4 separate regions of the Mus musculus genome follow, and all the other regions are linked to region 4. A link is a contact called in public Hi-C and promoter capture Hi-C data. All regions are on one chromosome and are shown on one strand. The core of a region is the stretch at or near the end of the contact, and the rest is flanking DNA. Distances in the headings are between cores, read along the strand shown. Region 1 holds the start of Add3 (adducin 3 (gamma)). Region 2 holds the start of Xpnpep1 (X-prolyl aminopeptidase (aminopeptidase P) 1, soluble). Region 3 holds the start of Mxi1 (MAX interactor 1, dimerization protein). Region 4 holds the start of Itprip (inositol 1,4,5-triphosphate receptor interacting protein).

The links. Promoter capture Hi-C pulls out the DNA fragments that hold promoters and counts their contacts. A called contact is a pair of places that touch in the nucleus more often than the background predicts.
Region 1: a contact with region 4 is called in a Hi-C map of B cells, with 7 read pairs. The contact joins the promoter of Add3 here to the promoter of Itprip in region 4. A contact is called at or near these places in 4 of 39 promoter capture datasets (cranial neural crest, frontonasal cranial neural crest, maxillary cranial neural crest and 1 more) and 1 of 484 Hi-C or Micro-C datasets (B cells).
Region 2: a Hi-C map of Sertoli cells shows a contact between it and region 4, with 6 times the contacts expected there. The contact joins the promoter of Xpnpep1 here to the promoter of Itprip in region 4. A contact is called at or near these places in 1 of 39 promoter capture datasets (cranial neural crest) and 1 of 484 Hi-C or Micro-C datasets (Sertoli cells).
Region 3: a promoter capture Hi-C map of pre-B cells shows a contact between it and region 4. The contact joins the promoter of Mxi1 here to the promoter of Itprip in region 4. A contact is called at or near these places in 3 of 39 promoter capture datasets (cranial neural crest, pre-B cells and second pharyngeal arch cranial neural crest).

What each region holds. Positions count from the first base shown.
Region 1 is chr19:53,141,396-53,144,438 of GRCm38.p6, reverse strand. It overlaps Add3 (adducin 3 (gamma)), which reads right to left and starts at 1,683. Exons shown (of 15, transcript NM_001277100.1): 1 at 1,350-1,683.
Region 2 is chr19:53,037,087-53,040,168 of GRCm38.p6, reverse strand. It overlaps Xpnpep1 (X-prolyl aminopeptidase (aminopeptidase P) 1, soluble), which reads left to right and starts at 1,599. Exons shown (of 20, transcript NM_001374834.1): 1 at 1,599-1,655.
Region 3 is chr19:53,308,931-53,311,856 of GRCm38.p6, reverse strand. Mxi1 (MAX interactor 1, dimerization protein) reads right to left here and starts at 1,351. Exons shown (of 6, transcript NM_001008542.3): 1 at 884-1,351. The coding sequence starts at 1,157. All of the region lies in intron 2 of Gm30541 (a long non-coding RNA gene), which reads left to right.
Region 4 is chr19:47,917,818-47,921,204 of GRCm38.p6, reverse strand. It overlaps Itprip (inositol 1,4,5-triphosphate receptor interacting protein), which reads left to right and starts at 1,882. Exons shown (of 2, transcript NM_001362458.1): 1 at 1,882-2,081.

The DNA.
Region 1 (3,043 bases), core at 434-2,933, 5.2 Mb before region 4:
TATTACCAACATGCTGACACTCCTGGGTCAATTTAATGAGGTGGGGGAACTGTAGAAAAGTGTCCGGCCACTACTCATAACTACAGTTAATCTGATCAATTTTAGGAAAAAAAAAAGTTACCCTGCAAGTTAAGTCCGACACAAAGGAGATTTAGCTATAACATCTTCCAGAAGTGCTCGAAAAGAAACAATTCTATCAATGAGTCAGCCTTGTACCTTAAATACACAGGTCATTCTACTGGTCAAGTAACTTCATTTTAAAAGGACATATTACACTGTACTCTTACTAGAAGTCTGCCAAAACCCAAATCAGTACATGTTCAGCACACTGAGGATGGAGTCCATTCTAAGAAAGGCAATCATTTCATACTGCTAACTCTAAAATTTCTATAATTTTATAAATCACTGTAAAGAACTCACACATGTTTATGTAGCTCATCCCAAGCCCCAGAGTCTTATCAATTCCTTCCTGAGCCTGGCTCCTAATCCTCACTCAAAGCCTCTTGGCTGAGCTAAATCCCACACCACTCTAGCAAAGTCAATTCCAAGAGCACATGTGCCAAGGATATTTAGTGGTTTTCCTTACACTCCCACTTTAAACGGGCATCTACTTGCAATTAAATCTCTGCAACAAAAAAAGTTCACCTGAGGCCATTCTTGTCATTTTAATAGAGGCCTGGTTTAATAGTGGCCTTGCCTCAGCTATTACATACCTCCAAAGAGGTTGGAAGTGCCCCAAACACCAGCAAACCAAATCTGCTGCCAACTGGGCTGTCACCCCGCAAGGAAGAATAAAGTATCAGGAATGCTTGAAAGGTTATAGTGTGTGTGTGTGTGTGTGTGTGTGTGTGTGTGTGTGTGCGCGCGCGCGCGCGTGCTCGTGCGCACTTTTAGTGTGTGTGTGCTGGGGAGGGTCACACTGATTAGATAAAGTGGTTGAACAATTTCAACTTGTGACTGAAGTTTCTTAAGCCACGAGGGGGTAAAAAAAAAAGAAGAAGAAAAAAGAAAACAACAAATCAACACGGTCTTCTTCCACCTTCTCCAAGCGCGGGAACCTCCCACCGTCCCCGCGAGCACCTTCGGGGTCAGCAAGGCTCCCCGCAGAACAGGATTTTGCAATCCCACGCCCTCGCTGGGGGAAGCCGGGGACGCCCGGGTGAGTCCCGGCCCACTCTGCGGCGCCGCACCCCGACTCCTCGCCCCCAGGTCTGCACTCCTCGGCCCCGTGGGGCTCGCGTTCCCGCCCCGAGCACGGTTCACCTGAGGCCGCGCGGCCAGCCAGTCCGAAGCCCCCTCGGCGTGGGAAGCGCGGCGGGACCCCGGGCCCTCCGCTCCCGCAGGATTACCTCGCAGCGCAGCCGGCTTTGTGCCCACTCCTTCGCCACCGCCGGGCTGCAGCGGCCGCCCGGTCCGCCGCAGCCGCCTCTTAACGTCGCTCGCTCGGTTCCCGAGGAGAGGGCCGGGAAGGGAGGGGGCGTGGAGACGCAGGACCTGGACGCCGAGCCCTCGGCAGCGGGAAGTGGCGACACCTGGTCGCCGACGCGTCTAGCTCTCGCTGCTTCAAAACATCATTTAAAGCCCTTTCCTCTCCCTCCAGCCCCTCGCCCGCACGACCGTTACCGGCGGGCGCCTCGCGCTCTGGCGGGACCAGCCGAACTCCCCACGAACGCCCTCTGGCCCGCCCCTTGGGCTCCGCCTCCACAGGGTCCAGGACTCCGCCCCCTACAGGCTTAGTCTCGCTTAGCACCCCGAAGGCCCCGCCCCACAGGCCTGAACGCCTTGGCCCCGCCTACCACAGGCCACGCCTCAGGGCTCTTGATTCCGCCCTCTACAGGCTTGACCCTTCTAGTACCCCAGCTTCAAGGCCCCGCCCCATGGCCCGAGAGCTCTAGCCCCGCCTCTTATAGGCCACGCCCCAGCAGCCTTCACTCCGCCCAGTACGGGCTGGGCCCTCGTAGCTCAAAAGCGTGCCCCTGGTTCCGCCCTTCGCCAGCCCAGCGTTTTTGCTCCGCTCCTAATAGGCCACGCCCCCAACAGGCTCTCGCAGGTCCAGGCCCCGCCTCTGCTGCCCCTTGAGATCTCTGGCCCCGCCCCTCGAGGCCCCCCTTCGAGCTGCAAGCTCCGTATCCGTGCAGCTGCGGCAGTGGGGGCCTACGTGCTCCGCAGGCGGAGGGCCTGTTGCAGGGCGCCTGCCTGGCGCCTCTGCAAGGTCTTCCTCCCTCAGTGCAGCTCCGATCCGCTGCCGGAGAAGGAAACGACCCCGAGAGAAACCCGATTGAGAGTGGGAGGGTGACGCCACGGAAACATCTACCTCCCCAGTCCTAACGTGCTTCCCCCACCCAGTGAATCTCAGCTGAGCCGTAGCTTTCAGATTGAGCTTCTGTGGCCCACTGAGGCCGCTGGGTTTTTGGGGGGAGAGGCCACAATAGTTGGACTTCAGCTCGGCTCCCACAGGAGGGGGCCTCGATTTTCTCTTCAGCATATTTGCGTTTGGGGGAGCCTCCCGCCTTCACTCACTCCCACAGAGGGACGGGGCAAGGGCCTTTATATTCATTTGGACCAGCCCAAACTCTGCACTCCTACTTTGGCTAATTGCCTCTTAAACCTTCTGAGAGCTGACCTCTTGGGAGATGAAAAGTCTAGGCTCCGCCAGCAGCCTTCAAAATCTGTCTAAAGCCAGGCAAACTTTGCAACACTCATTTGCAGAGTCGGGGATCCCTCCACAGGTGACACTGGGCTGCCCACCCCCGCCTCCCAGACGGGTTTCTCACCCCAACCTATTCTCGAAATAGACCTCCAGGCACACGCTCGCTGCTCTCCTCTGCCACCCACGACTTGCACACCACTCCGGCACACATGCCCTCTCCACTGCACGAATTCACCCTCAAGCACACTCCTCCCAACACCATTCTAGTGATTCATGGTCCCTGGGGTTAACCCCACCCTAACACACACAGCAAACTTCATTTCCCCACCCTTATCTCCCGTCCTTTCCAAGGCACTGGCGACAGGCCACTTCATTTCCTTCCTCATCTGCAGG
Region 2 (3,082 bases), core at 350-2,849, 5.1 Mb before region 4:
GATGACTGTCAGCTTCTGCCCATTAAAAAAAAAGATTTTATTATATATATATATATATATATATATATATATATATATATATATATATACACACTGTAGCTATCTTCAGACACACCAGATGAGGGCATCAGATTTCATTACAGATGGTTGTGAGCCATCATGTGGTTGCTGGGATTTGAACTCATGACCTCTGGAAGAGCGGTCAGTGCTCTTAACCGCTGAGCCATCTCTCTAGCCCTCCTGCCCATTTTTAAGCAACAGAAACAACTCTTGCTCTGATGGCTATAGTATGTGTGCAGGGTAGAGAGACTATCCTCAGAAGATGAACTCCGGTGAACAACAGTAGAAGCTGTGGGAAAGGGGCCCGGATGGGTCCAAGCGGTTTACAGCTTTAAGCAGGTTTCATCGAGGAGGTGACACTTGACGGGACTGTGAGTGTCAAAGATAGGGAAGGCCAGCTTAGGTGGAGTGAGGTGACCTGTGAGCTGTGATTAAGAAGAGTCACTCCAAATGAAATGGGGACTGCTTAGTTTCTTTTCCCGTCGTTGTGATAAAACATTCTGGCGAAAGGAATTTGAGGGGTAAAGGACTTCTTCGGCTTCCAGTTTCCGTTCATCTAGTCAGGGAGCCAGGCCTTACATCGGTAGTCAAGAGGCGAGAGTAATATATTCATGCTCGTCTTCAGCTCATTTCCATTGATTTTATACAGTCTAGAATCCTCTACCTAGGGAGTGGTTCTGCCCGTCTTAAATAACACAAGACAACCCTCCAGCCAGGCCCAGGGGCTTTTTCTCCCAGGCGATTCTAGAATGGTCAAGTGGACACCTCAGGGTAGGTTCGGTCTGGCTTCTATGCAGGCGTCACACAGGTGAGGTGGAAGTGATGCACCCCAGATAGGTGACGTGATGGAAGTGGGTGGGGCTACGGATCTACTTTGAAGCCAGGACCAAGCGGATCTTGGGCAGATGGGGCATGGACCGGGGAATAAGGCAGATATTACGTCAAGATTTTTGCCCTTAAAACATGGAATAGCCACCGACTGAGATGAAAAAGCCCTACGTGAAGAATGTTTTTGTTTGTACATAGGGTTAGGAGCTAGGTTTGGACGCTTTAACGCCCGATCGTTAGCCCAAGTGAGCAGTAAGTTTTGAAGCTGTTGGGAATAATCATTTGGAAGACATCTCTAAGGTCTCAGCAAGTTATATCCTGATCCAGTCAGTGTCTCCAGGACCCTAAAATAGGTTCTTGCAGAGCTGGCCACGACTCTCTCGTCTTAGCTGACCTAAAAGCTGGAACAAACCGGAGAAGCATGCAGCTTCCTTAGCTGGCAAAACGCCTGTCCTTCCTCTTAAATGGAGAGGAAGATCAGTGACGACTGACCGGCGCCTCTCCCAATTGGTTGCACAGAACACCACACCCTCTCCAAGCAACAGCCCAAAGGTTTTGGAATTCTGACACTCGGCCACGCCCACTCCGGTGAACGGGCGGGGTTTACAGCGGGGCGGAGCCTCTGCGTGAGCACGCCACAGAGGGGAGGAGTGGCCTGCCCGGTGCGCGCGCCTGGCCGTGGGTGATCAGCTGGTCTGCGCTCCCCTGACGTGGGCTGGGGCACGTCACCGCCGAATGGCAGCCTCCAGAAAGCCGCCGCGAGTAAGGTGAGGGGACTGTGCCGGCTGACCGGCATCCGGCGCCCGGCGCGCGAGCTGCACCCCCGGGAGGGTAGGGACGAGAGGGCGAGCAGCGACGGGCCCGCGGCCGTCCGGGGATGGCCTTGGCTAGCGGGGGTTGCCCCAGCGGGAACCGGGGAACGATCTGTGCAGCCCGGCAGGACTCAGCTCGCTTCCGGCGGGGCCCCCGGGCACCTCCGGGCGGCCGGAGCCGGTCCAGGGACCAGTGTGACCGAGGAACTGCCTCGCTGGTCCCGGGAAAGCGGTGATCCTTACCACCCCCGACCCTGAGGGGAGGCCCTGCTGTTGCAGGAAGTTGGTCCCTCTTGGATCCACCCCGGGTACCCAGAAGTGATTGTGCCCCTGCCCTTTTCCTTCCTCCACGGCGGCGATCTAAAGTTACAACCCTGATCATTCTGATGACTGCATTTTACCTCTTGATTCAAACTCCCAACAGAGACAGGCAGCCGTTGTGCCCTCCCCACCCAAATGGTCTCAGGGGCTGTATCAGGAAACAGATAGGCATAGCCTTCCGGAAAATCCTCCTGGAGCCTGCTCTGGGTTCTTCTTGGACACAGGAAGTGAGAAGACACTTCCCAGACTCATGTTGAACATGCTTTAGTGTATCCCTTCTGCACCCGAACCAGGCACACTTGGTTATTTAAAGTGGGAGATGCTAAGAACATAAAACCAGAATTAAAACTCTGAGGGGATGCACAGGGGCGTACCCATCCTCTCAGACCAGTTGAGTCTTGAAAGAACACATGAGGCACCGCAGCCCGACTTGTGAAATTCCGACCATATTATGCCTGTTTCTGTGAGTGGACAGATCTCAAGCCTACCTTGACCCAGACCTGGTCTTGTCACAGCGTGTTAAGTGTGACCAAGAAGTTTATATATGCACGATGGTGGGTGGTGTGGGTAATTGTCCATGTGGTTAGACCTTCCTGGACGTCTTCTGCTGGAAATAAAGTCAGGCAATTGGATAATGATGTAATGTCAAAGGTTCGGAGGCAGCTTGAGGACCACACCACAGTCGTTGCTGGATCCTGGATCCGTAGTCACAGTATTGGGGGTGGTCAGTGAACGTCAGATGGTAGGCTGAGAGGGAGGGTGCCTTCCGGAAGTGGTAGAATTTCAGTGCCATCCAGTGTACAGATGAGGACCCCTTTCAGTTTAGAAGGTCAAACTGAACTCCTTGAAGGAGGCAAATGGAGGCTGGTGGCTGTTAGTGAAGCCAAAGATAGTCGAACCAATCCTGGCACCAGACTTGTCTTCCCCGTCTCACTTCTAGCTCCAGTTGTGTTCAGCTCTCGCTTGGGCAGACTTTTTCCTTCCCGCAGGTGGTGAGAGTTCTAGGCTGACAGTCACTAGAAACAGCCTTATGGTGCGGCTGGAGCAGAGGTCTTAGATCT
Region 3 (2,926 bases), core at 102-2,601, 5.4 Mb before region 4:
CCCCCCTCCCTACCCCAGCGCGCGCAGGACCGCAGGTCCAGGGAGGGCTGCCGGCGCTGCCTGGTTCCTCTGGCCTGTTTCTTTGAGGGGACCAGAGGCCGTGGCATCCCAGAGGCAAGGAGGCACAGGGGAACTGTGTCTGTGGACACGATGGCCTGAGCCTAGTCCTGCTGTGGAAGGAAGGAGAAACGAAGTAGGCAGGAAGAAGAGCCGGAGTCCACGGCGCGGAGAGCTGTTCGGTGGTGGCGGTTGTTATTGTTGTAATGTGTGTCTGTGTTTTCTTTCTGGAAGCCCTGAGCTCTGCAAACGGTTTCCAACTTTCAGCTTCTCATCCCCACCCAACCCTGGAACGAGCGACAAAAACAGAAACAAAACAAAACAAAAAAATAAAAACAAAACAAAACAAAAAAAAAAAAACCAAAACCATAAGCCAAACCAAAACACTTGTCTGCCGGAGTAGGCTCCGGAAAGAAAAAGGAGGAAAAAAAAAAAAAAAAGGGAAGAAAGGCGACCTCGGAGAGACGAGCTCGCAGCCTCTCAGCCCAGTTGTCAGCAAACAACAACACTCCCCCACTCCTCGGCCAGGCCGTCCTCCGGGCCTGCTGGAGACCGACAGACCAAGGCACCGACAGGCTCCCTCTCCCCTTCGCTGTCTTTGTTACATCTTTAGCAGCTTTGTGCGTGCGTGCGTGTCCTTTCTCCGGTGTCATCGGCTTTACTGCCGAGGGTACGTGTGTGTGTGTGTGTGTGTGTGTGTGTGTGTGTGTGTGTGTGTGTTTGTTGCGGGGGGGCGGCGGCGAACCGAGTAAGCGACAGGGGTCGCACAAGGGGGTGAGAAAGAAAGAGCTGGACGCAGGCGAGCAGTCGGGGCCCCCAAACTTACTTTTGTTTTCTTTCTCGATCTGCTCCAGGTAGCTGGCTGCCTCGAGCAGAATCTGCACGTTCTGCAGAAAAGTGTTGATGTGCTTCTCCATCGAGTTCTCGCTGGTGTTGAAAATGTCCGAGAAGGGGCACCGGGGCTTGGCCCCCGCCGGCTCCTCCGGCTGCGCCGGGGGCTGGGGCGCGGCCGCGGCCGGGGGCATGGCCGGGGGCGCGACGGGGACCAGCCCCGCGCCCTCGCAGCGCGCCTCCTTGCGCGGCCGCCCGCGTTTGCCCATGGAGGCACGGGGGTCCGCGGAGCTGCTCCTTGTCCGGGGCTGCGCGGCCGGCCGAGCTGCAGGGCCTCTGGGAGACCCGGCCTGCTGGAGTCACCGAGGCACCGGGGCAAGGAGCCGGCCTGACTGACTTCCCGAGCCTCGCTGCGTGCGGTTGTGAGTGTGAGTGTGTGTCGCTCTCGCTGTGTGGGTCTGTGTGTATGGGAGATTGAATGAACCTACAGGACGGACGGAGGCGCTGTGGCGCCTGGGTCCTAGTGCGAGCCCGATGCCATCTGACCGGTCAAAATAAATGGTGGCGGCTAGGGAGGCAGGGCCCGCCCCCTGCCTATCCAGCACCCTTCCCCGCCTCTCCGCAAATCCTAGCTGCGTAGACAGCACTGTGCTTTAATAAGAATGGGAAAAAAAAAAAAAAAAACCCTCGGATGTCTCTAGGTGGACCTGGATAAAAACAATTTTTCTTTACAGAAAAATAAATTCAGCACAATGCCTGGCACATAGGAGGTCCCCAATAAATGATAGCTGCTAGGCATTTTTTAAAAAAATAAAAAAGACCTTATTTCAAAATCAAACAATAAAAGCCCAATTCTGACGGGAAGAATAGAAACATCACATGTAACTAGAAACTCCTCCCAACACAAACATTTTACACATGACCCCTCACACGCTCGAACACACACACACACACACACACACACACACCTGTGTGTACCTTCACACAAGCAGAGGAAGTCTCCAGGCTACCCTGTCCGGGTTCAGATTTACCGACTCCTTTGCAACCCTTCAAATGCAAAGTTATTTTCCAGGAAGCGGGAGGAGATGTGAGCATCTCTCCACACTCACTCAGTCCAGCTGTGCAAAGCTCACAGCAGGGCGTCACTACAACTGCCTGCCCTTTCACTTGACAGAGTGCCCCCTAGATAGAAGTGGCAACCTAGGAACCTCTTCTTCCCTCCTTCCCTCACTCCCCACTCCCACACCTGGAGTCTTTATCCCCTACTCCCTCCAACAGTTTCACTGCTGCCACTGGGAGCCACCAGGCCTGCCTGACCAGAGTGTGGGAGACACCTGGATAGCCTGGTAAAGAAGGCTTGGAGTTCTCGGCCTACTCAAGCAGACTGAACAAATCAAATCCTCTAACCCTTCCTGGTCAAAATTTGCACATCCCTGAAACCTCTGAGAAGATGCTTTCGTGAACTAAGTCAAAACTACACCTAGAACATCTTGGGCACATACTAAGAATTTTTGTTTTGTTTTGTTCCTGAAGATCAAAGCTTTGTGCCTGCTGGGCAAGTGTTCTCACACTGGGCTACAATGGCAGCCCCTCTGTGAGAACTTTCTCAGTTGGAACCTAGGTCCCCTTTGCTGCTGTAACTTGAATCTAAGTCAGAATGAATGAGGTAAACAAGACTTTTCTGCACTTCACTGGAAAACAGTTCTAAAAGGAATCTACCCAGACTGACCTCGTAAGGGGACCTGGACTTGTGCTGCCCCCTGTCCTCACCAGCCCAGAGACACTTCCCTATACTTTTGTCACAAAGACTGAAAATGGAAACTTTGTTAACAAAGAATATTTTCTTTGCAAAATGCTCTTTAACATTTACAGCTCATGTGTATACCCCCCACTCCCCCCCCCACACACACATAGACCTGCAAGAAGGCCTTTGTGTGCTTTCAAAAATATTATAAAACTAGGCTGTGAATATAACAGAGTGGTAGGGCAGCTTACCTGCCCAGCGTGCACAAAGCCCTGAGTTCATCCCAGGAACACA
Region 4 (3,387 bases), core at 633-3,132:
CAAAGCACACACTTCCTTATCCAATGCCAATGGGGGGAGGGTTTTTCCAACACTGCATTACTTAAAGCGCCTTCCCAGCATTCTGGCTTTGGACAAACGTCTTAAGTCTAAATTTCTGTCTTTCTAGAATTTGAGACTTGATAGGCTTCAGCCATCCCTTCCCTTCCCTGGGGTGTCAGGCAAGGATTCTGGGAGGGATTGCCTTCTCTGAGACCTGGAGACTAAACACATAATTAGGAACAAATAATGTGTGTGTGTTATGTGGTATATGTTTGTTTGTGTGTATATGTGTGTGGTGTATGTGTGTTTATGTATGTATATTGCACATATGTATACATGTGTATATGTGTATTTGTGTGTATGCATGTGTGTGCATGTATGTGTGTGTGCATGTATGTATTTATGTGTCTGTGTTGTGTGTGTACATGTGTAGGTGCATGAATGTGTGTGTGTGTGTGTGTGTGTGTGTGTGTGTATAAAATTCAGTGTGGCACATGAGTGAGATATAAGCTTGGGCACATGAAAAGAGGCCAGTCATGAAGGGCTTATATGGCAGGTTAGGATTATAGACCAAACTAGTCCCGAGAGTGGACAAGAGAACATTAAAAGCTCTGGGGTAAGATAATCAGGTTCAAACGACAAAGGAATGTAACAAATGATCCTTATATTAATAAGAGTATGCAGCTTGTTAGAAAACGCTGAAGTAGATTTTGCTGGCGGACGACAACCCCAGAGTGCATTGAAAGCACTAACCTTGACATTCCACACATAACACAAGCAACACACACACACTTCCCCCACCTGTTCTGGGTGTCCTGTCCATTGAACATGGAGACATTTTAGAAATACACAGCTCTTTTGAGAATGTTCCCCAAGGTTCCTTACCCTTCCCTGGCCCCCAAACTCTGCGATAAGAATCCCCCACCACCCCCAATCAGGAAAGGGGTGTGAGCAGCAGGCAGCCAAAGACTTAGAAGTACCCTGGGCCAAGGGCCAGGGTCTATTTTTAGGACATTCTCTCATTGTCTGTTTATCCCGCAAACTCAGCCTAAAGCGTTCAGGAGAGTGTCATTTGGGCTGGATGGAGGAGGAAAGCGAGGTGCTCCCAAGATGCTCCCGAGGTGCTCCCGAGACCAATGCCAGTAGTAAAGTGATCATCTCTAGACAGTGTTATTTCCTCAGCTTCTCCTAGGAGCTCCCGAAACGAACTGAAAATTTATTCCAGCCCTTTCCAGCCCCTCCCACCAGTTGTAGGAATGTGCTACTTCACAAAGGGAAGATTGTTGATATACTATTAAAGTTTTGTTTAAAGTATGAGTTCTACTGTGCTCTGTTCCAGCGCTTCCTGCTCTAAAAGCAATACTACATTGACAACTGGAAAACAGAGCGCCCCCTAACAGCCTCCGGTCATCTTCCTCCTTTGTGCCTTTCTCCCGCCAAGAGACAATGCGTACATTAACCAAAAAATTTAGCAAACTGTTTTAATCCAGTCACAATGCAAGAGGGACAGTGGTTCGCCTTGTGTCTCGTTTTATATTTTCCTCGAGGGACAAAATAGGTGGCCCCAGGAATTCCACCGGTTGTAAAACGCGCCACAGAAATGCGAGCTGACTAACAGCACCTTAACCCTTTACATCCTGCAGCCTAGACCTGATTTTAAGGACGTCCTTCCCGGGTCCCTTGTCTCCCTCTTTATTCCTCTCCGGCAGCCAGATCCTTCTCGTCAGGTGGCTCTCTAATTTCGCTGCCCTCTCTGGAGCATCCGAGAGACCCAGAGGATGGTCTCCGAGGCGGGTCCAGAGTCCCTTACCGGCAACCGTCACGGTCGTCCTTAAGGACCTCCGCCCGGCGCCAGTAAAGGCGGGTGTTTTGTTCTTATAAGGAGCAAAAAGTTTCCGTGACAACGCGGAAATGAGTAACTCTGTTGCCCAGTAAAGCTGGGCGGGAGGAGTCCAGGAGGCGGGAGCCGCCTTGGTCTAGTCGCCCGCATCCCTGGATCCCCGGCAGCCTGCAGACCCGGGACCACGACCCGCGCTTGGAGCGAGGCCCACTCGGTATCCCTGCGGCGGCCGCGGCCGAACGTAAGTGCGGGGTTCGACTATGAGGCTTTGCTGCCCCCACAAGCTGAGTGTGTGGGATGAAGGGCGCTCAGGGGACGGAGGATCCCCGTAGATGTGCGTGGGAGATCGTGACCAGGAGCTCTGAGGGACGTCTGCGGGAACCCTGGCCGGGACCGACCCCGGGAACTCTTTTAATGCACGCCCAGGAAGTGGGCATTATCTCCCTCATCACTCTCCGGGTGTGATGCACTGGGGTCTCTCTGCCCTCGTCTGCGCCACGGAGCCCCCAGTGCCTTCAGCAATCTGAGAGGCAGGCGGCTTCTGCTTCGGAGCCCCTAGCCGTGCCACGGGTTTGTGCCTAGAGCCGGGACCTTCCATCTCTTAAACCGTGTTGGGTAGCCGAGTCTCAGTCCTGGGAGAAAGGAACGGGAATGACGTTAGTTTCTTCATAGCTTGTCTTGACGCAAGGAGGTTGCTTCAGGCCGGATGAAGCCCCTGCCACTTCCTCTTTCAAGACTCCTAGTGAAGTAGACCCTGCACGTTTTTCTCTTGGGCTGTGTAGTCTATGCCCCATTCTCAAGGCCCACTCTGAGCCTCCCTCATTCTGGCTGACAGGTGAAGAGACTCAGAAGTTCCTAACCCCGATTCCCCGTACAAAATGGGAAAATAGTGACAGAACCAGGGAAGAACTACATTTAGCCTTTTGCCCCTCTACCTAGTATGAGACTGGTCATTCTTGCCAAAACAGAAGAGGCCAGATACTGGTACCATGTAAGCCAATGTCGGGTGGTTTTCTGTTGCCTTTCGGATTTCTTCTCTTTTACAAACTAGCTCTGTTTTGGGAGAGGCTACCAGCTGAACCCAACACAGCTTTGTGTGGCCACTCGTCCAGGTCAGCGGTGAGAAGGGTGACAGAGGCCGCTGTCATTCGCCTCCTGCCTGCCTGCCAGCCTGGTATGCCTAAGTGGCCTTCGTTATTTGCTGATTCCGTGTGAATGTCTGCTGCCCCAGGCATTCTGCCTTCAGATTTTTCCACTTGTGGGTAACCACGTGGTGGTTATATTCACTTTCTGCCTGGATCCCTGAGGAAGATGGGGAGCCCTCTGCTCACACATCTCCCTTTCTGTGGGTAACTTTCTTAGACGCAGCAGTTTAAGGTTCTGAAAGGGGGCAGAGACCTGAACTTTTAACCTGATGCCATCATCCCAAAAATTGTTAGCTCTCCGGGCCAGGAGAGAAACATAAAGGGTGTGTGGGTGAACTTTTTAATCAGAGGGCAAGAAGGTGCCGCACCTTCTGGGAGATAATTGCTCACTGTCTGCAAGAT